2 separate regions of the Oryctolagus cuniculus genome follow, and region 1 is linked to region 2. The links are chromatin contacts, called in public Hi-C maps. All regions are on one chromosome and are shown on one strand. The core of a region is the stretch at or near the end of the contact, and the rest is flanking DNA. Distances in the headings are between cores, read along the strand shown.

What was found. A called contact is a pair of places that touch in the nucleus more often than the background predicts.
Region 1: a Hi-C map of skin fibroblasts shows a contact between it and region 2, with 4 times the contacts expected there. The contact joins two enhancer-like sites. A contact is called at or near these places in 4 of 6 Hi-C or Micro-C datasets (ear pinna, embryonic fibroblasts, skin fibroblasts and 1 more).

The regions. Positions count from the first base shown.
Region 1 is chr5:12,739,687-12,742,600 of mOryCun1.1, forward strand. The region is part of intron 21 of SCAF8 (SR-related CTD associated factor 8); the gene reads right to left. Among named protein-coding and RNA genes, the nearest start is that of TIAM2, 58 kb to the left of the region's middle. Within about 2 kb of position 1,290, at least 1 of the 8 cell types and tissues checked has an H3K27ac peak or open chromatin away from gene starts, as enhancers often do.
Region 2 is chr5:12,442,255-12,445,071 of mOryCun1.1, forward strand. It overlaps TIAM2 (TIAM Rac1 associated GEF 2), which reads right to left. Exons shown (of 28, transcript XM_070073350.1): 21 at 1,904-2,083; 22 at 426-544. Among named protein-coding and RNA genes, the nearest start is that of CLDN20, 28 kb to the left of the region's middle. Within about 2 kb of position 1,522, at least 1 of the 8 cell types and tissues checked has an H3K27ac peak or open chromatin away from gene starts, as enhancers often do.

The DNA.
Region 1 (2,914 bases), core at 40-2,539, 300 kb after region 2:
ATTGTGAGCAGGGTTCCCATTGGCTGACACGGTCAGTCCCCCTGCAGCCGGCCAATCAGGATGAACAGATGTGCTTTTTTTTTTGTCCAGTTGTCCTGTCAGTTACTAATGGAGGGATGCTGAACTCTCAGCTGGACTGTGGGTTTCTCTGTGACTCCCATGAGTTCTGTCAGCATTTCTGTGTGTTTTAAGCTCTCTGACTAGGTATGTATGGTTTTATGATTGATACGCATTCTTGGAGAACTTCCCTCTGCCTCTGGTAATATTTATCATCCTGACATTATTTCCTGTCTGTGTCTCTTATATTAACACAGCCATTCCAGCTTGCTAAAGCACATTGTCTGTCTACATATTGACTTCATGTTTTTAGTTTCAATAGATCTGTATTTATATATATATTTTAAAGATTTATTTTATTTAATTGAAAGTCAGAGTTACAGAGAGAGGTACAGACAGAAAGAGAGGTCTTCCATCCACTGGTTCACTCCCCAAATGGGTGCAATGGCCGGAGCTATGCTGATCCAAACCAGGAGCTTCTTCTGGGTCTCCCATGTGGGTGCAGGGGCCCAAGGATCTGGGCCATCTTCTACTGTTTTCCCAGGCCATAGCAGAGAGCTGGATCAGAAGAGGAGCAGCCGGGACTAGAACCGGCGCCCATATGGGATGCCGGCGCTTCAGGCCAGGGTGTTAACCCACTGCGCCACAGCGCCGGCCCCTGTATTTCTATTTAAAACAGCATAGAGTTGGGTTTTTCTTTTATCTCCAGCCTAACAATCTCTGCCTCTAAACTGTTTAGTCCGTTTACATTTAATATTAATTCCTGAGGCAGCTGGAGTGAAATCTACCACTCGGATTTGTTTCCTGTTGGTTCCATTCATTTTTAAATTCCTCTGCTCCTCCTTCTGGATTCATTAAATATTACTTAGATTCCATTCTCATCTCTCTTCTCTCTCTCTCTTCAGCTGTGTTTCTTTGTATTTCTTTCCTTTTTGCAGAAGAGCTAATATGATTAAAAATCAAAACCTAAACCAAATGCCCTAATCCCTTCTGCCCCGGGGACTGAGTTGGCCATATGCTGTAAGGAGTCACTGGGGACAGTGGAGAGACTCTCTCAGCCCCTCCAAGTCGTTCCTGCCTCCCGTGTGGCCCTGATGGGACCCTAGAGAGGAAGAACTTCAGTCATAGTGACTGAAATCCCTGAGCCTGGGCTGCCATCCAGAGACCTCAGCTTTCCACACTTCTGTTTCCTCAAGGTTTTTCCATGGACTTATCCTCCACTCACGTGGACTTGCCATCCGTTCTCTGAAAATACACTTGAAACCTGTTTCAGACTGGGAGGGCCTGAACACATTCTAAGGCTTGCAAAGAGCTCCCTCTTGAGGTAAGCTTGGAAAACACACTGGGGGCTGTTCAGTAGGAGTTCATTTTGCAGCAATTCTGGCATTAGGAGCTAGTAAAATTAATTCAAAAGATACACCGGCTAAATTAAGGATAAAAATATCTTCTTATGAGAAATAAATTCTTGGGGCCGGCGCTGTGGCATAGTGGGTAAGGCCGCTGCTTGCAGTGCCAGCATCCCACATGGGTGCTGGTTAGAGTCCCAGCTGCTCCACTTCTGATCCAGCTCTCTGCTATGGCCTGGGAAAGCAGTAGAAGATGGATCCAGTCCTTGAGCCCCTGCACCTGCCTGGGAGCCCAGGAAGAAGCTCCTGGCTCCTGGCTTTGGATAGGCACAGCTCCAGCCTTTGTGGCCATCTGGGGAGTGAACCAGTGGTTGGAAGACCTTTCTCTCTCTCTCTCTCTCTCTGCCTCTCTGTAGCTCTGCCTTTCAAATAAATAAGTCTTTAAAAAGAAAGAAAGAAATTCCAACCCTTGAAAGTCAAGATAATCTCCAGCAGGAAAAAAAAAAAAAAAACAGCCACAGAGCCTCACTAAATGAATCCTTAAGATGCAATAATCAAAAGAGGAACAAAAGGCAAACTTGCTCCCGAGAGGGGGGAGTGGGTGTGGACGTGTCACCCAGTGACCAAGGGAAACACTCTGGGTGGGAGGGACCAGGGCTTGATTCTCAGTTGTGTGATCTTGGGGAAGCTTCTGAGCCATGTGCAAAATGGGGGAGGCAAGAGAACCTACTTGGGAGGACTGGGAAGAGAAGGAAGCAATAAGATGCCCAGAGAACCCTTAGCGCAGGCGTGATGCAGAGGACTTGCACACGCATGCCCGGCGCAGCTCACGGTGGGCTAAGCCGCTGCCTGCAGTGCCAGCATCCTAGATGAGCTCTGGTTTGAGTTTCCACTGCTCCACTTCCAATCCAGCAGCTCCGGCTACTGCCCCTGGGAAAGCAGCACAAGATGGCCCAAATACTTGAGCCCTGCCACCCACGTGGGAGAACTCGATAGGGCTGCATGCTCCCGGCTTTGGCCTAACCCAGCCCCAGTCATTGTACTCATTTGGGAAGGGAACAATGAATTGGATGGAAGATCTCTCTCTCTCTCTCTCTTTCTCAACTCTGCCTTTCAAATAAATAAAATAAACCTTTAAAAAATAGTACCTACATTTATAATATCTTTCGATATGGGGCAGGACATCATACAAAAATAAACCACAAAAATCCCCAGGCCAGTTTCCTGTGTCCTTGATGATCACACTCTTTCAAGTTTAGTTCAGAAAAAAAAATTTTTTTTCCTAGACTTTTTAAACCACCATTTGGGATGTCGTCTGCTAAATTTAAAGAACAATGCCAAGCTTCTTGAAGAAGGTGTGTGCAGATACGTGAATGAGCTGGCTACATCATGGTATGAGCATGGTGCAAATACCCTTGTGGGCACGGTGCTGGGCCGGATTCTGCACAGGCCATGTCTGCCTTCCTGACACAGGGTGGGAAGGTGGAAGAAAAGGCCTTTGTCTGTGGAGT
Region 2 (2,817 bases), core at 272-2,771:
TGCCACAGCAGGAGAACAGGCAGGCATTTAGCCTCGTGGGTCAGACACCGGCTGCCACTTAGGGCCGGGCACTGAACCCGGGTGCTCCAAGCTCCTGACCCCAGCTTCCTGCTACCGCAGACCCTGGGAGGTTCGAGTAACTGGGCTCCTGCCGTCGACATGGCAGGCCAGCATTGCATTCCTGACAGTCCCAGCCATTATGTGCATTTGGGAGTGAACCAGCAGACAGAAGCTTTCTCCCTAATCTATAAATTTTTTAAAAAAATTTTTCAGACTTTTACATCGCTTCATCTAAATTGGTCTGATTCACTGTACTCAGGTTTGCTGGCGTCAAGAAGAGCACTCGAGGCATTTTCTCCTCATTCTAAGCCGGTGGCATGGTCTGGGAGGACCCCCAGGCCCCAGGCCCCCCGCGCCTCACACACCTCCTTCTCCGGGCCGCTCTGCTCGGCCACGAGCTGGTCGAACACGGCGCCGTAGTCCTCGTAGATCTTCTGCATCTCATTGATGTGGCTGGCTACTTTCTCCATTGCCTTCAGCGCTTCTGCAGAACGGGAACCGCCGTCAGCTTCCAGTTTGTTTTAAATCCCACCCGACAGCCACCAAGAGCTCAGGATTCAAGCCAGGACCCGAGACTCCTTCTGCCAGCCGGCGGCGTCCCTCACCACAGCACGCTGTCATTGGTGACTGCGCCGGCGAGCAGTCGGGTCGCCTCCCCCGGAAAATTCTCTTTGAAGTGAAGCGGACGAAGGGCAGAAGCTCGCATTGACTCGGCCCTGTCTACCTGGCGTGCAGCATCTCATCCCACACTAGACCCATTCCACGGAGGAGACCGTGGAGGGGCAGATCGGGCGGCCAGCGTTCCGGAGAAGACAAGGAGCAAAGCCAGAACCCCACCCAGGAATGGGCAGCCTGGGCATCTCCCCTTGAGCCTCGGGACCCTTAGTTTACGATGCTCGAGGCTTCGGCCTCTGAGAACCACTCACTGCCCGGGCAGTTGTGTGCACTCCACCTGCTGACCCTCTACATCTCTGAGAGAGCTGACAATGGACCAGTGATTTTGTCAAAGTCCAAAAGCAAAATGTCAGGTCACTGCCAAATTCAGTATTTAAAAAAAAAAAAAATTTCTCCCAATTCAGGACTTTAGTTCAACCAAGAGGGAGGTTTGGAAGGAAGTTTTTTAAAGGAACCCTTTTACCCATCATCACAATGCAAAATGAATTCGCCACTTGTACTAGAATTCTAATCCTGGTTTGCATCATTTACTTGTAGAACATAACTTACATATTAAAAAAAAATCTTTTGTGTTGCCTATGATATCAAAATGTTGTCTTGGGGAAGGGCCAGTTTGATTTACACACTCCCCATGCAACCTTTCTTAATGAAGCCTGTGTCTCTCCCCAGGAGTTCTAGCACACACGGCGTAACTGGACCCAGTTTCAACACGTGGAGAGCAGATCGCTCAGCTCTCTCTAAAGTCTGCTTCGTTTCCTATGAAACCGCAGGGCCTTGGGCTTTGTCGGAGCATACCTGGGGCTGGGTGTTTCCCAGGTTACAAATACCAGCACATCAACTTTAAAACCCAGTGCAGGTGGGGAGGGAGGGCTTGGCGCTTGCTTTCAGAGCCGGCTATACTCAGAGATGTCCACAAGGTGGCGCCTCACCCAACATCTCGGCTCACCAGGACTAGGAGAAGCCGCCCAATTTCCAGTCCCGAAGCACCACCAGGTAGGCCTGAGAACTCAGGTGAGCTTCCGGTGCCTTCCTTTAAAACAGGAAGATGGAGTGGCTTGGGGCTCCTACGACGAGACCGCTTCTCCCCGTGCTGACTCTAAGGGTGGCCACAGCGGTCCTCCCACAAGGGCAGCTGTATCCAAGACCGACACTGGGGGAGCCCTCTCACCTGTCAGGTGGTAGTGCTCCTCGCTCTCGTGGTCCGTCAGGGACACGAGCTCCTTGAGCAGCAGCGGGTACTTGAGCACTCTCTGCACCGGCTTGATGAGGTAGGACTCCAGCGTGGACGCGTGCTGCTTGGTGGGGTTCCGGGCGTCCAGGAAAGCCTTGAAGGCCTTGTCGGTTTTAGCTGCAAGCAGTGGACAGAGGGTGCTTAGAGGAGCACTGTGGGGGGAGTTGAACTCTGCTCAGTGGATCCTGGGATGGAGTTCGAGACCGTCCAGTTCTAGACTCCTAACGTGGTCCCGCAGCACGGGTCCCGGAAGCCACAGTAGCATGGAGGGCTGTGAGCTCCCGTGTACCCCAGGAACAGTGCTGGCACAGGTGGCCAGAGGTGAGTTTCAGATTCACAAAGCCACAAAAGCAGGGTTATAAAACAAACAGCACTTCGCGTGGCCTGCTGCTCGTTCTAATATGAGCTATTTGAAAAGCAGTGTCTGTTTTCCTTTAATTTTTTAAGATGTAGAGTTAGAGGAGAGACAGAGAGGTCTTCCATTCGCTGCTTCACTCCCCAAATGGCTGCAATAACCAGGGCTGGGCCAGGTCGAAGCCAGGATCCAGGAGCTGCTTCCAGGTCTCCCACATGGGTGCAGAGCTAAAGATTCAGGCCATCTTCCACAGCTTTCCCAGGTACGTCAGCAGGGAGCTGGGTCAGAAGTGGAACAGCCGAGACTCCAAGCAGCGACCATAAGAGATGGCACCGCTGCAGGCTGTGGCTTTAACCTGCTGAGCCACAGCGCCGGCCCCTGCATTCCTGTAAAGTAAGTTGAGGCCGGCACCGCAGCTCACTAGGCTAATCCTCCACCTTGCGGCGCCAGCACACTGTGTTCTAGTCCCGGTCGGGGCACTGGATTCTGTCCTGGT